Regions from separate parts of the Sus scrofa genome. Here region 2 is linked to region 1. Evidence: chromatin contacts called from public HiChIP or PLAC-seq data. All regions are on one chromosome and are shown on one strand. Each heading gives the region's core, a stretch centred on a gene start, on an enhancer-like site or on the middle of the called end of the contact. The rest is flanking DNA. Distances are from core to core; before and after follow the strand shown.

The links. HiChIP or PLAC-seq counts read pairs in DNA pulled down with a chosen protein or histone mark.
Region 2: a contact with region 1 is called in an H3K27ac HiChIP or PLAC-seq map of skeletal muscle. The contact joins two enhancer-like sites. A contact is called at or near these places in 2 of 5 promoter capture datasets (fetal liver and fetal skeletal muscle), 1 of 47 Hi-C or Micro-C datasets (skeletal muscle) and 1 of 2 datasets of contacts at active chromatin or transcription factors (skeletal muscle).

Annotation. Positions count from the first base shown.
Region 1 is chr1:34,054,617-34,062,499 of Sscrofa11.1, reverse strand. The region is part of intron 12 of LAMA2 (laminin subunit alpha-2); the gene reads left to right. Among named protein-coding and RNA genes, the nearest start is that of LAMA2, 300 kb to the left of the region's middle. Within about 2 kb of position 5,204, at least 15 of the 83 cell types and tissues checked have an H3K27ac peak or open chromatin away from gene starts, as enhancers often do. A contact at or near this core is called in fetal skeletal muscle and skeletal muscle, where this site is marked.
Region 2 is chr1:34,368,738-34,376,620 of Sscrofa11.1, reverse strand. It overlaps the pseudogene LOC100157252. Among named protein-coding and RNA genes, the nearest start is that of LAMA2, 13 kb to the right of the region's middle. Within about 2 kb of position 4,755, at least 2 of the 83 cell types and tissues checked have an H3K27ac peak or open chromatin away from gene starts, as enhancers often do. A contact at or near this core is called in fetal skeletal muscle and skeletal muscle, where this site is marked.

The sequences.
Region 1 (7,883 bases), core at 3,955-6,454:
ATTAGTAAGTATCAAGTGCGTCAGTTCTTTCTATAAGCTAAAAAGTGGTTGTCATGCTCAGTTAATCACAAGGATTCCAATAACACTCGTATCTTTCCAGATAGTTTCAGGAAATTCTGTTATTGTCAACAGGGTCTATTGGGAAGCGTAACACTTACATTTGTATTTCGGAGGTCTTCTCATGACTTCCAACAGTAGTAGTTGAGTCAAAACAGACAGTCTCTCATCTTACTTTTTCTGAAGCTTTCCCTCTGTTACCCGGGTCTGAGATTCAAAGTAGTTAAAATTCGACATTTGCCACATGGAAAAAGGAGCTATGCGATAAGCCCCCAATCTTAAATGTGATGAATTATTAAACAGGTAGTTTGTTGGGTGATTGAAAATTACCTGTGAAAGAGTGCTTATCTCCTTGAGGCACGTCTAAAGCTGATGGAATTGAGCCAATTAGACTGACTGTCTCTCCAATGAGTTGTGACCTCTCGATGGTAATAGCTTATTATGATGATAAATGAACCCATCTCTTCAACTGAAGCCTGAGTACACACTTCAGCAGTTTCCTTGAATCATGAGGCCATTACCTTTCAACTTCAGATCGACAGCGGTGACAGCCACAGAGCAGGGAGCATGCATGACTAGACACAGATGATTGTTTTACTCAGATGAATATATTTACAGCTATTTCCAAAGAAACAGGTTCTCCTTGTGCATTGCGTGTTCACACCCGAAGTATTTCCCATATGATGTTTCCTTTATCAGGAAGAAGATTATCTCATTCTGAGATAACCAGGTTTGATTGTTTGGGTGTTTTGTTTTGTTTTAGGGGTTTTTTTTTGTTGTTGTTTTCAATGTTTAAATTGCCCAATCTCAGTCTACTACTGAATAAAACTTCAGAATAAAAATATTTTCTTAAATTAAAGATGTTTGTAATATACAATTAAGTTTTTTAATTAATTTAATCCTATTACATCCCACAGTTTATATTTGATATGAGTTGGGGAAACTATTCAGATATTTCTTTTTATTTATAGAGAACTTTTTAAAAGGTCTTTGGAGTTACAGGAGCATAAATATTTTAATGTTTGGACTTGTATTTTAAGGAAATGTCAAAAATTCTTTAAGTAATTACTGAAATTTAATATCAGTTTCCTCATTCTGCAATAGTAATAGCTTTGGTTTGAGGAGAATTAGAGAACAGGTTACTTACGTTTATAATAAAATGCAGTCTTCAAATTCCTAATAATTATTAGACAGATGTCAATTGCCAACTTCCCAGATATATTCCTGAAAAATATATTTGTTAACCAAGCAAAATTAAGTTTACGAAGTTAACTGCAGTAAGGGAAAAGCATCAACTACCTTGACAAAGACTTAGCAGTGTCTCAGAAGGAAAGGAAAGATCAGGAGAGGATATTCATGGACTTTAAAATCCATGGGGAGGGTTGGGTGATTTCAAGGCAGATATTACACTGCAGATAATTGAGCAGAATTTATGATACCATAGCTTTGGATTTGCCTCACGCGTCTCGAAGTGTTGAAGATCATGCTCTTGGTCTATAAGTAAGCTAGTTGAAATGGATCGCAGTCCCAGAACCAAGTTTTCTTGGAGCTTGTTTGCAGAATTTTTAAATATAAGGATTGGAAATTATGCTTGCTTCCAGCCTTCATACAGGAATAGGGACTTATATTGACTTGAGTTCTTACAGACAATAGCTGTGGGGTGATAGTATAGTTACTTTTTTTTTTTTTTTTGTACCACTCTTTCCTCATGTATACAGTAGAGATAATATTAATACTCATTTCAACCATTATTTTGAGGATGTAACACATATCAGCCCTTAAGATACTGTTTGATAAATAATAAGCACTCAGTATTAGCTATTATTATTAATTCCACTGAGCCACTTTTGCGGCCAGATATTATACAGTTGAAATTTTAGAGAGACTATCTATAAAGAAAGGAATTGGGGCAGGGTTGGGGGGAGGGAGAAAGAAAGAAAGGGAGAGAAGGAAGAAAAGAAAAAGGAAGGGGAAAAAGGAGAAGGAAAGGAAGAATCTGCCCATATAGATTTCATTTTTTAGAGTGTTTTGATTTAGAAAGTAACTATCTATCAGGAGCTCTCTCTTTTTGCCCAAAGGTGTCTCATCTTTGAGTAAATACATTTTTTTCTAGTTTTCTTCCGGGACTGGGTTTGACATGATTATCAGCCCCAGTGTTCCTGAAATAAGTCCTTTATAATGAAATGGAATTGAAAATAACCCACAAGCAAAAAGCTTGACAGGCCGTTGAAGGTCCCTGAGGCCATTTACTGCCTTAAGCTTATTTTTACTTATCATCACAGGAAAAAAAAAAAAAAAAAAAAAAAAAAAAACTAAGTAGGGGAATTGTTCTTACATCCAGTAGTTTTAAATGATAATGTTATTGTTTTCTTTTTAATAAAAGTCAAAATGCTTGATTTTGCTTTTTCTTTCAAAACAAGCACAGAGATAATTTGACTTTGTTAATATCTAATCTTAATCCTGCTCTTCATCAGAAACTCTTGAAACTTTATACAGCAAACAACAGCTCAGTTTAATGCTATCTCAGTATCTAATAGACATTTGGAGGATGGAGGATGAGTACATGTTTCTTGGAACAAGACATAACTTCCTCTTGTGCCAAACGCATGAACTTTATGCCTGGTGAAAGATATTGAGGCTAAAGAAAATGTAAACTATGCTGGTAATGAAACCCATGACAGCTTGATCCTGTAAGACTTAGAGATGGGTTTTGATTCCATGTCCTTGACGAGCATGGTGAAATATTTTTATTTTAAAGAGACAAGTCAGATTAAGGGATTCAGCAAAACCATTTAAACCAACCCCTTCTTTAAAAATTCTAGTTAGAGCTACAACAGTCTCTCACATGTGGAACTCAGACACACATCCCAGTCATCTGGGGTCTTCATTGAAAATAGTTATTACTGGAGTTCCCGTTGCGGTGCAGTGGTTAACGAATCCGACTAGGAACCATGAGGTTGCGGGTTCGGTCCCTGCCCTTGCTCAGTGGGTTAACGATCCAGAGTTGCCGTGAGCTGTGGTGTAGGTCGCAGACGCGGCTTGGATCCCGAGTTGCTGTGGCTCTGGTGTAGGCCGACAGCTACAGGTCCGATTAGACCCCTAGCCTGGGAACCTCCATATGCCGCGGGAGCGGCCCAAGAAATGGCAAAGACAAAAAAAAAAAAAAAATAGTTATTACTGATCCTTATCTTGGATTCAGTCAGGAGATCTGGGGGAAAAGTGTGGAAATCTACATTTTTAAACAAGCTTCCCAAGTGATTCTCTACCCATAAAATTTCGAGAGCCATTCTTTTATGTTTACTTTTAAAAATTACCGATGATCCATTAAGTATCTGTAGATGATGCAAGACTGAGAAAAATAAAAAATCCTGCCACGTGCTTTAGGCTGAATTCAGAGGTTGATGTTTTTACCCAATAGTAATAATTTAGCCTGTGCAAGGGAACGCTAAATAATATTTTCTTAGCTATCACAAAGTTTGTAAATTCAAATCTATATGTCAGTTTCGTTATAAACAGCAACACACGTAAACACATATTCACATAGGAAGAAAATGAATCTTAGAATCTGTTTTTCTTTTTTAATAGGAAGTCTGAAATTCACTGACATTAATGTCTGGAATGAGGAGAGTTGGCAAGACCAGAATATGACTTGGGGATTAGGGACAGTTTCAAATTCTAGAAGAGGTTCCAGCTCTTCCTGAATTTGTATTAACAGTTTTGCTGTTTGAGCTCTGTTGCTACCCACTAGCTAAATACAAACACAAGCAAGACCCTTCACTTCATTGTGTTTGAATTTTTCATTGGTGAAGTTAGAGGGGAGGTTATAATTTTAGCAACAGAATCTGTTTTACCAACAAAATCTTAATTAGAACACGCAAAATCAAGAAAAATCACTCACTAGATGCCATGGTGGTGCTGGTTACCAGCGAAGACAAGGAGCAGTGCTGGTTACAATGACTGACAGAGCTGGTTCTAGTTATGCTGGGTGACAAGGCCAGGAGCTCTGTCGCATTTTATTCCATAGTCTCATCTGTGCTTTCCCCAAAAGAAAGCTAGGTTTCAGAGAAACATGATCTGAAAACAAACAGACCAAATGAATTAGAAAGTCTTACAGATTTAAAGTTTTATGATTCTAACACCAAGTAGAATCATGCAATCAGCTGACTACTAACAATAAATAATAACTCTCCAAAGTGTGGTGAAGTGGCTATTTGATACCAACTGAAAAACAATAAAATCTTTCCAGCTGAGCTATTGTCCATATCCAGATGCCTTGATGATACACAAGCCTAGCCATAGAAAAGGTGGGAGGTGTCAGCGCAAAGCAACTAAAATGATTTAAGATACTGAATAGTCGGTATTGAACCTACATCATTTCTTACCTAAATTACAGAAAAAAGTCATTTATGTTTCTTTCTACCTCCAGCCTCCCTATTCTAATGCTTTATTCTCATACATGGGTACAGTGATATCTTTGCACTATTCTGGACTTATAGCTTCTGGGGGTGGGGGGGTTAGGCAGGACTCTGTGGTCCAGCTGTTAAAATGCCCATATGTATCCCATGCTCTCTCAAACTTTCCTACTTCACTGTTTCCTCTTGTCTGAAATTCCCTGGTACCATTTTCCTGAGTCACTAACTTGTAATCATCCTTCAAAATGCAGTTCAAGCATTAACTTCTGTAGGACACTTTTCTGACCACCTCATCTCCCAGGAGTTAGGCCTTCCGTGTGCTCATCCCCTGAGACTTCCCACCACCCAACACACACATATATTCCTCCCTAAACTGTGAGTTCCTGGATGCAACTGGATTCTGTTTACCTTTGTACTTTAGGACCCAGTAGATTGCTTAATGTTGCTTAGGAGTCTAATTCCCTGTTGAGTGAAAAAATAGATGCTCTGTGTGAATAGTAATTACATCTGTTTCCATAGAAAATGAACAAGAGGAAATATAGGTAGAATTATCCTAAATGATTTTTTTTCAAACTGTAGAAAAAGGACTTGGTTGGGATATCTTCAGAAGGGCCTGTCTGGATTTTCTAAATAGTTTTGAAAAAATAATTCCGGGATCATTTAAGGCCATGTCCATTCAGAGCCAGGCAGATGACCTAAATAGTTTGCCAAATTCTTTTCTGGCTCTCAAATTTTATGAGCCTGAGCAGCATTGTTTGAGTAAAAGTCTTGGTCTCTGTGGAGCAGGGGGAAGTTAGGATGTTTTGAATATTTACATAGAAACAAAAGATTTCAGAACTGGAAATAATTTGAGCCATATTCTATTAAATGATTTTCACACTGTGTTCTGTGTGGTCTTCCTGTGCTGGGACAGGAAGTAGATGTAGCAGACAGGGAGCAGTGTTCCTTCTAAAACCAGGATGTCTTTATCTGTTTTGCATGTTGGGAGTACATGAAATGGGTTGGGGAAACTCAGACTGCTAGAGATTAAGTCACCCCAATAGCTTCTTCGGAGGCCAGGCTGATGTTAAGAGTTATGACCCTCTGACTTGCCCTTCAGATCTCTTTCCATTTTTCTATGCAACACAGGAAAAAGAGTAGGTTATTTACTTTATGATCAAGGTAAGTTAAAATCATGACATTTGTTTTGCAACATCAATGTAGGGTTCAAGCTGTGGAATTAAAGAAGTTAAGTAAGTTTAAATTTGCTTTCATTTAAAATGCAGCTGCCTTTTCAGGTAATAAAATAAACAGATACAATAATATTTGGCCAGCTGTAGCTTTTAATTTAAATGTTTAACTTGGTGCTGTTTAGTCTGCTGGATTCCAAAACATTCTCTGCGAGAGTGGTTTATACATTTTAAAGCATTTTTAATGTTTATTATGATGTCCTAGGTCTGGCTGCCTTTCTATTGCTCTGCATCCCCTCAGCAGACATGACACTGCTTTGGCAGCACATATTTTTCAATATATATGTTACTTTCATAATCTCTATTTTGTTAGAAGAAGTGGCAAAGATGGGAAAGGCTAATTTCTTCTTTACTGTCTCCATAGTTTTGTCTTGCACAATGTCACATAGTTGAATCATAAGTTTGTAGCCTTTCTTGGTGGATTTTTTTCAATTAATAAGATGCATTCAGTGGCTTGGATCGCTGCTGTGGCACAGGTTCGATCCCTGGCCAGGAGATTTCCACAGGCTCTGGGTGCCGAAAACAAGGGGGGAGCTTAAATCAAAGATGAAGGAAGCACACCTCCAAAGCAGTGGCAGATAGTGAACGCAAACTCTGTGATCTATCCTGGGGGGTGAGGGGATGGATTCTGTGACCCTTTGGACAGCCTGTGCAAGAACCATGGATGGGATCTTCTTGGCAATTCACTGTCACTCCCACCACTTCAGCCAAAACCGAAACTGCTTCTTTTGTTTCCCCTCTTTCCTGAGCAAACCATCAGGAAAGTGAGTATCCAGTGGCTTTCTGTGTGTACCACGTGTGGAGCAAGTGTATAGATATGTGTGTCTCTGTATTATAACATGAAATTGTGATTAAATTGGTTTCAAATCGGCCAAAAAAATGCATTTAAGGTTTCTTCATGTCTTTGATGAATTGGTAGATCAATGCTTTTAGCATTGAGAAATACTTGCTTTCTGGGTATACCACAGGTAATTTATCCATTCGTCCAATAGAAGGACATCTGGTTGCTTGCAAGTTTTCACAAAAATGAATAAAGCTGCTACAAACATCCACAGGTAGATTTTCCTGTGGACATAAATTTTTCATGCATTTATGTTTTCAACCCCTTTAGATTATGGGAAGAGAATATTTCTTTTCTAAGTAACTTCTGGTACCTTTCCAAAGTAACTGTATCATTTTGCATATCTACCAACATGAATGAGAGGTCCTGCTGCTCCACATTATCGCCAGTGTTTGGTATTGTCAGATTGTGGGTATAAGGTGTTCTAATAAGGTGTGTAGTGGCATCTCATTTTAATTCATGATTCCCTAATGATATATCTTTTCATTTGTTGTTTTGCTATCTGTATAAAATCTTTGGTGTTCATCTTTTGGTCCGTTTATATTTTTGCTCACTTTTTAAACTGGGCTATTGAATTTTTTATTGTTGAGATTTAAACATTCTTTGTATGTTTTGTAGATAAGTCTCTGTTGAATACGTCTTTTGAAAATACTTTCTCCCAAACTGTGACTTGTCTTCTCATTCTCTTGACAGTGTGTTTTGCAGAGCAGATCATTTTAATTTTAACAAAGTCCAACTTATTAATTTTTCTCTCATGCCTTGGGTATTGAATCTAAAAATTCATTACCAAACCTAAAGTCATCTGTGTTATCTTCCAGAAGCTAAAAGACGAATAGGCCCCCAAGGGATTATTCAGATTAAATTTTTTTATTCCCAATAGATTCATAAAGGGTTATGTACAATATGTTGGCTGCAGTTATAACCCAGTATCAAAGTTTCTGATTTAGACCACTCCCCCATATCATAAGTCTTTTCTTTTTCTCACTATTTTTCCCATTGTGGCTCAGTGGGTTAAGAACCCAACTAATATCCATGAGGATGTGGGTTCAAGCCCTGACCTCGCTCACTGGGTTAAGGATCCAGTGTTACCACAAGCTGTGATGTAGGTTGCACCTGTGAGTGGGATCTGGCATTGTGGCTGTGGTGTAGGCCAGCTGCTCCAATTCGACCCCTAGCTTGGGAACTTCCGTATTCCTCAGGTGTGAAGAAAAGAAGAAAAGAAAGAAAGAAATAACTAGAGATATCACTTTGCTACTCCATGCCACAATACTGCATTTCTGGAGAATGCTATGATACCAGCCCATGTGTATTTCCCAAGGCTGTATGGTATAATAGCAGAAATGA
Region 2 (7,883 bases), core at 3,506-6,005, 310 kb before region 1:
TAAGTAGAGTTTTGTCCGGATATATGCCCAAGAGTGGGATTGTGGGGTCATATGGAAGTTCTATGTATAGATTTCTAAGGTATCTCCAAAAAAAAAAATTCTAAAGTTTTTATTGGCAAACACGCTTTAGAAAAGAATGATTAGTCCTACTGCATCCAAGTCAGAAGAGTTGTATCCAGGAATACATCCAGTGGTGCCCAAGGAGACTGCTGCTTTTTCAACCTCTTTTTCATGAATCCAGTCATAAGCACAAGACATGCAGTCAACCAGTTCTTCCAGCTTAAACCAAAGGCTGGTTTCTTTTTCAGGACTTTTTACAGAATCACTACCACAAATGATATTCCTGCTAACTTGAATGGAGAAGTCCTGAGAATGGTGCCCAGCTTAGAATCTGCTAGATTGTTTTCTAAGTATCAGGATCTCTGACTTCACCACATCCAGGCCCTCACAGACTATGGCCACAATTGGGCTTGAGTTCATGTACTTCTCCATCCCTGGGAAGAATGAGCAATCTTTCAGGTCAATATATTGCTGCTCCCGATATTCTTCAGAGAGCCAAAGGAATGTCATGGCCACCATACAGAATCCCTCTTGCTCGAAGACCTTGATGATCTTGCCTACCAGGCCTCAGTGCGCCCTACACGATGGCCATGAAGGTGCACTGGATGTTGGCTAAGGTCCAGGATGCTGGTGGGTGTGGATGACTCTGGTACTTCAGTGCCAGAACCGAGACTTGCAATCTTTTATTTTTTTTAATCAAAATTTTGTTTTGGCTAACTGTAGCCATTTTTTTTTTCCCCAAAAAGAACTTTAGGGTAACAAAGACACTCTCCTTGATCAAACTGTTGTCAGGTTCTTCTAAGCCATCTTCTGGACTAGGCCTGGAGCTTGGGCTTCAGACACCATTTTTGTAGAGTCTAGTTTTAGCAAGAATTCCACTAACCCTACTCTTGATGTCTGATCAAAGCACTCATCCCCTAGCACTCTCCGCCCTCCCTATCTCATTGCCCTGACCTGTCTTCTGCAAGAATCCTGTTAAGTCTGTTTAGCAGAATCTCCCTACCCTTGCTCTTGGGAATGAATTTTTTTTTTTTACCACTGACTCCCATCCCTCCCAACTTGACCTCTTTGTTGCCTATAAATCTACTTATTTTTCTTGTATCTGGAGCTGAGCCTGATCTCTTTACCCTGTTGCAAACCCCCCATTCAAATATTCCCTCTTGACAAAGTCTTACTTACCATCTCTAACATGTATCAGAATATTTTTTTCTTTAATGAGTCACCTTGTTAGATGTTATAAATAATTCTAGAATTTTAATTGGTATTGATTAACTTTTTTTGTTGTCTTTTTAGGGCCACACCTGTGGCATATGGAGGTTTCCAGACTGGGGGTCGAATTGGAGCTGCAGCTGCCAGCCTACACCACAGCCACAGCAATGCCAGAGTCAAGCTGTGACTGAGACCTACACCACAGCTCACGGCAACGCCGGATCCTTAACCCACCGAGCAAGGCCAGGGATTGAACCTGTGTCCTCATGGATACTACTCTTATTTGTTTCTGCTGAGTCACAACAGGAACTCTGGTATTGATTAATTTTGAGAGGAACTGGTATACTTAATATCTGATTCTTTTTTTAAGAATCATGGTCTATATCTCTATTTCTGATGTCTTGCTTTTTTCTTTTTTTAATGCCTATTAGAAGAATTTGATTTTATCTTTTATATGTCTAGGATATATGCATACAAACACATACATATATACACACACAGTTTTAAGCCTTAGCAATATCAAAGTATTGCAAACTTACAAAATGTATCATTTAAAAGTTTATTTAGATTTCTTTACATGTATTTAGTTTTGAGAATTTAAATAGTAAGTTTTAAATTCTTTTTAGTCAGTGTTTGCCACCTTCAATCAGAAAGACTAAAACAGAATTTAAATTAAAAATTCATAACAAAATTAAATACAAATATAGGAAATGCAAATAAATAAACTTTCAAATGACTTTTGGGGGTAAGTTTGTAGAATTTATGGTTCCCTTTGCTGTGCAAAAGCTTGTCAGTTTGATGAGGTCCCACTGGTTTATTTTTGCTTTTATTTCTGTTGCTCTGGGAGACTGACCTGAGAAAACATTTGTAAGGCTGATGTCAGAGACTGTTTTGCCTGTGTTCTCTTCCAGGAGTTTGATGGTGTCTTGTCTTATATTTAGGTCTTTCAGCCATTTTGAGTTTATTTTGGTGCGTGGTATGAGGGTGTGTTCTAGTTTCATTGGTGTGCATGCAGCTGTCCAGGTTTCCCAGCAATACTTGCTGAAAAGACTGCCTTTTTCCCACTTTATAGTCTTGCCTCCCTTGTCAATTATTAATTGACCAAAGGTGTCTGGGTTTATTTCTGGGTTCTCTATTCTGTTCCATTGGTCTGTCTGTCTGTTTTGGTACCAGTACCACACTGTCTTGATGACTGTGGCTTTGTAATATTGCCTGAAGTCTGGGAGAGAGATGCCTCCTGCTTGGTTTTTGTTCCTCCGAATTGCTTTGGCAATCCTGGGTCTTTTGTGGTTCCATATAGATTTTTGGATTGTTTGTTCTAGTTCTGTGAAAAATGCCACGTGTAAATTGATAGGGATTGCATTGAATGTGTAGATTGCTCTGGGCAGTATGGCCATTTTTACAATATTAATTTTTCCAACCCAGGATCAAGGAATATCTTTCCCTTTCTTTACATCTTCTTTAATTTCCTTGATTAATGTTTTATAGTTCTCAGCATATACATATTTCACCTCTTTGGTCAAGTGTATTCCCAAGAACTAATTTTAAAATTGAGCTGTTAAAATATGCTATTCTAATGTTTTAAATACTTAATAATCACTTCATTTTTCTCTGTCTAACCTTGCAACTGTGGGGAATCAGAAAACTTCTATTCAGATAGTCATCATACCCTTCGGCCACACGCATATTATGTGTTCACACAACTTCTTTTTTGGTAAATTTTATATGGATGTCTTTTCATGTCAGGACTTGTGGATATAGTTCATTTTTTTTTTTTTTTACCTGCTATGTGTGCTTCACTGGTTTATCTAGCCCTCTGTTGGTGGAAATTTGAGAAACTTCTGATTTTTCAATAATACAATGAAAATCTTGCATACTGTTTTTACTTTTTATTTTATTTTTTTTTAGGGCTGCACCCACGGCATATGGAGATTCCCAGGCTAGGGGTCCAATTGGAGCTGTAGCTGCCAGCCTACACCATAGCCACAGCAATGCCAGATCCAAGCTGCGTCTGCGACCTACACCTCAGCTCATGGCAACACCAGATCCTTAACCCACTGTTGGAGGCCACAGATCGAACCCGCAACCTCATGGCTCTTAGTCGGATTCGTTTCCACTGCACCATGATGGGAACTCTGCATACCCTTTTTATAATGATATGAGATTATTTCTCTAGGATAGATATCGGGCAGACTTGTTGGGTTGAGAGGATAAACATTTTACATTTTAATGTTTTTTGTCAATTTATGCTTTTCAATGTATTGGTCAGTTATACACATCCGTGGACATAATAGGATTTTTGTCCAATCTTTTGAATGTTTCAGTTTATTTCTTTTGCCATTGGGATAAATGAAAATTGGCATTTCATTGTTGTTTTAATTTGTGTTTTCCTACTAATTTACAAGGTTGAATGTCTTTTTGTATATATGTTGCCATTTACATTTCCTTTTTGTGAATATCCTCTGTATATTCTTTGTGCACTTTTTTTGTTGAATTGTTTGCCATTTTTTGTTGAATTTATAAGGGTATTTTATCTATGCTACTTACTAAATTTATATCTCTTATATGTTACACATATTTTCTACTTCTCTGATATCTGTTCATTTATTTTAATGTAGATACTGTTTGTGGATTTTGAATTTTGGAATGTTAAATCTTCCCTATCTTTAACTGTATTTTTTTTTTTAATGCTTTATGATTTCACTTTTAATAGTCTTGAAAGTTAGCTTTCTTATCCACTGGAAATTTGATTTTATAAAAAGTGTGAAGCAAGGAAATTCAGTGTGTTCTGCCTTTAAAATGTGTCCAGAATCTATAATTTCTCTCCACCCCAGCTACTCCTCCAGTTCAAGTCACCATTACAAGTTCTGGGTTTCTGCAGTAGCCAGCCAACTGACAGTCTATTTTCAACACAGCAACTGGAGACATCTTTTAAAAATGCAATATAGGAATAGCTGCCCTTTTCACTCCGGGTGAAACAAATGTCTGTAAAAAGGCTTAAATGATCTGACCCTATCACCTTGGACTTTTCTCTTACCACATTTTCTGCTCCTTCCTCTGTCCCTCATCGTCTTCATTGTGTATTGGCTTCAATTTATACACCACCCCAGGTCTGTGCTCATGTTGTGCTTTCTGCCTATAGTAGCGGCTTGCTGTATCCCATGGCCTGGAGCCAGGTCACTGCTATGACAGCTGCTCCTGCTTTCGATTGACACCCCCACTGTGCCTGCTGCTGATCCCCCTTTACTGTCTGGGTATGACTTCCCTCTTGCCTCCCATTTCTATATTCCATGTTGCCACTGGTTTTTAAGACATAGGCAGCAGCTTTCCATTTTTCTAAGCACCAAACATGTGAAGCTCAGAAGTGTGAGGGGCCGATTCCTAAAAGATGAACTTTGATCAAAGTGGGATGGGAGTGAATAGATAACTTTTTCTCTCTTCTCCCTTCTTTTAAAGGAAGAGTAGCTCTACTCCATTTTCCCAGTGTTCATGATTCCCCTGGCATTATACTTCCCAATAAAATGTTAGCAGCAATATGTTTCCTTCAGAGTCTGTTTTCTAGTGGAGCATTTAGTGCAAATGAACGTATTCTCACATTTTGTACTCTCACATTTGTTTCTAGGATAGCTATGTCTTCTAATTATTCCCTTTATACCCATTCCTCAACTTAATAGAGAAATCTCATCCCTTGACTGTGTCATCTGTTCATGGGATGACTATGAAATGTGATCAGAGGAACTAAAAATAACCAACTAGACATCTCCAGTGGTAATTACCTCAACATTTCTAACTCATACCTGGCCGTCTTCCTGTATTTCCTATCTCAGTTATTAACACTGCCAGACAGCCAGTTGCTCCAACCTGAAACTTTAGAATAATCCTTAAATCCCTATATCCGGTTGGTTAGCAAGTCTTGTTAATGCACTCACTCAAACATCTCCAAAATAATTTCTCTTCTCCAGTGACCTTGCATTCATTGGAGTCCTGTGCTCTGTCAGATCTCAGCTTAAGTGTCGCCTCCTCAGAGAGGCTTTCCTGACACCCTATTTAAGGAAACTTCACCTTACATTTACAGTTCTATCACCCTGTTTATTTCCTTCATAGTGTTATAACAATTTGTAATGACATTTAAAACTTTGTATTTGTTTCTTCACTGGATGTAAGGCTATGACAGTAGGGCCTTGACTATCTTGTTTTCAAATATGTAGCTCATAGCAGGTACTCTTATAAAGAGTTGTTGCAAGAATAAATAAATGAATGAATGAAGAATACATTGCTCTGTTAGGGTCATTTCCTTCCACTTTTCCTTACTCATCTGTTCTAAACAAGCTTCTACACTGATGGAATTATTTATCACAAACAGAGATTTGATCATGTTACTTCCCAGTTTAAAAACTTTCATTATCTTCATAAGCATGAGATAGACATCAGTTTCCTTATCTAAGAAATGGGTAGAATAACTAAACACACATGTTTTTCAAAGAGGAAATGCACATAACCAGTAGGCTGAGGTACCTGTTCAACATAGCTAATTCTCAGGGAAATGAAAATAAAAACCACTGTCAGATATCACCTCACACCTATCAGAATGACTGTCATCAAAAAGACCACCAATAACAAATGGTAAGGATATGGAGAAAGAGAGCCCTTGTGCACTGTTGGTGGGAATGTAAGTTTGCATAGCCAGTGTGGAAAACAGTAGAGAGGTTTTTCAAAATACTAAAACTAGAACGACTTTTAATCTACTTTAAATGAGGTCTTAAGTAGAACTGAATGTACAACAAACACTAGGTCAAAATCTTAAAATTCATATTTAGTCTTAAATTATGCATTTAAAATAACTGATTCTTTATAGAGTTTTAGAGTAAAAAAACCCATGACTTTGTCTTGATTATATTTATTCTTTCTTCATAGATGTTTTTGATTTAATTTTATTCATAAAGTTCTATTTTTTCTATTTTCCATATATTTCTTTTATTTTTCTATTTCTTATTTCAATTGTTAACCTTTTTTTTCTATATTTTAGAATCTTAACAGTTAAACAATATTTTTTTCTAGGTAGAGCTATAGACATTACATATAAAATAATTGTATTTTGTGATTAGCCTGTGGGGTTGATTTCTCTTATTCTCACTTCTACAGATTATGTGTGTGCAATGATTACTGAAAACTTAAAATTTAATATCTCTTCCTCTTTAAACAGAAATAATTTAACAACCATACATACTTGACAATAAAATCATATATTGACCATGCAATTCATTTTTAATAGCTTTTAATATTGTATTGGGGATTTTTGTTTTACTAAATTTATTCCCATATGGTTTAATGATGTGATTTAATCTGTTACTCCTAAGTCAACTATAAAACAGCATTTCTAAGTTTTTACTCTTTTTAGTGTTTTAACAATTTTATCTTGAATTATACTTTGTTCCTTTCATATCTGTGCTGTTTTCACTTATAGATTTTTCATTTTAAGTTATTCTTTTAAATTACAGTGGATTCCTGAACAGCATGGAGACTAGGGCTGTCAACATCTACCCGGTTGAAAACCCACTGTAATTTAAAAGAATAACTTAAATTGAAAATTTTTAATTTATACTCGGCCTTCTATATTCATGGTTCCTCCATATCTGCAGTTTTGCTTCCTCAGATTCAACAACCATGAATCATGTAGTACTACGGTATTTATTATTAAGAAAAAATCCTATGTATAATTGAACCCACAGTTCAAACTAGTTGTTGTTCAAGGGACAACTGTATATGGATAAAACACTCCTTTAAAAAAAATTTCCTGCTATGTAAACCAACTCTTTAATTTTCTGACCTTAAATGATCCCTTGTAGTATAAAATGTTCCCACATTTATTGTCAATCCAATAGTTTGTGAATAATTACATGAGAATGTATTTTGATAAATAAGTCTATAGCTTATTAATAAATAGTGCTATGAGTTCCCCATTCTTTATAGTATGGGTAAATTCAATAAATAATCTGTCATAATTTGGTATGTTTGTAAGAAATATTAATTGGGTTAACCATAATTATTTTTCCTATTCCTGATCATCTCATATTTTTCTTATAGTACAGCTTATGAGGAGCTATTAAATATAGGTTTTTTTTTTTTTTTTCTTTTTTGGCCACATGCATGACATGTGGAAGTTCCTGGGCCAGGGATCAAACCTATGCCACAGCAGTGACAATGGCATATCCTTAACCCACTGAGCCACAAGGGGACTCATGAAAAATTCAAATACTGAGAGCCATTTCAAAGGTCATATTATTAATATAAAGAATAATAGAAGAGTCTCAGGTTATGATCCTCAAAATCATTCTGCTCTTTACATTTCTGAAATCTTTAGAATGAATTTTCATTACTTACAGCTAGTCTTTTTAAAAAAATTATTTAAAAAGTGTAACTTTGAGACTTTCACTGCCAGCCATGAAGGACTCATAGATACTGAATTTTCTATATATAAACAAGCATGAAAATAATATGAACAACTGGGGAAAATATAAACATGCTATTTTAAGACACTAGATAATAGGCAGTACAAATCCGTATGTCCCAAGAAAAAAGAAACACACCAGATCGTGCCAGTGATTGAACCAGTT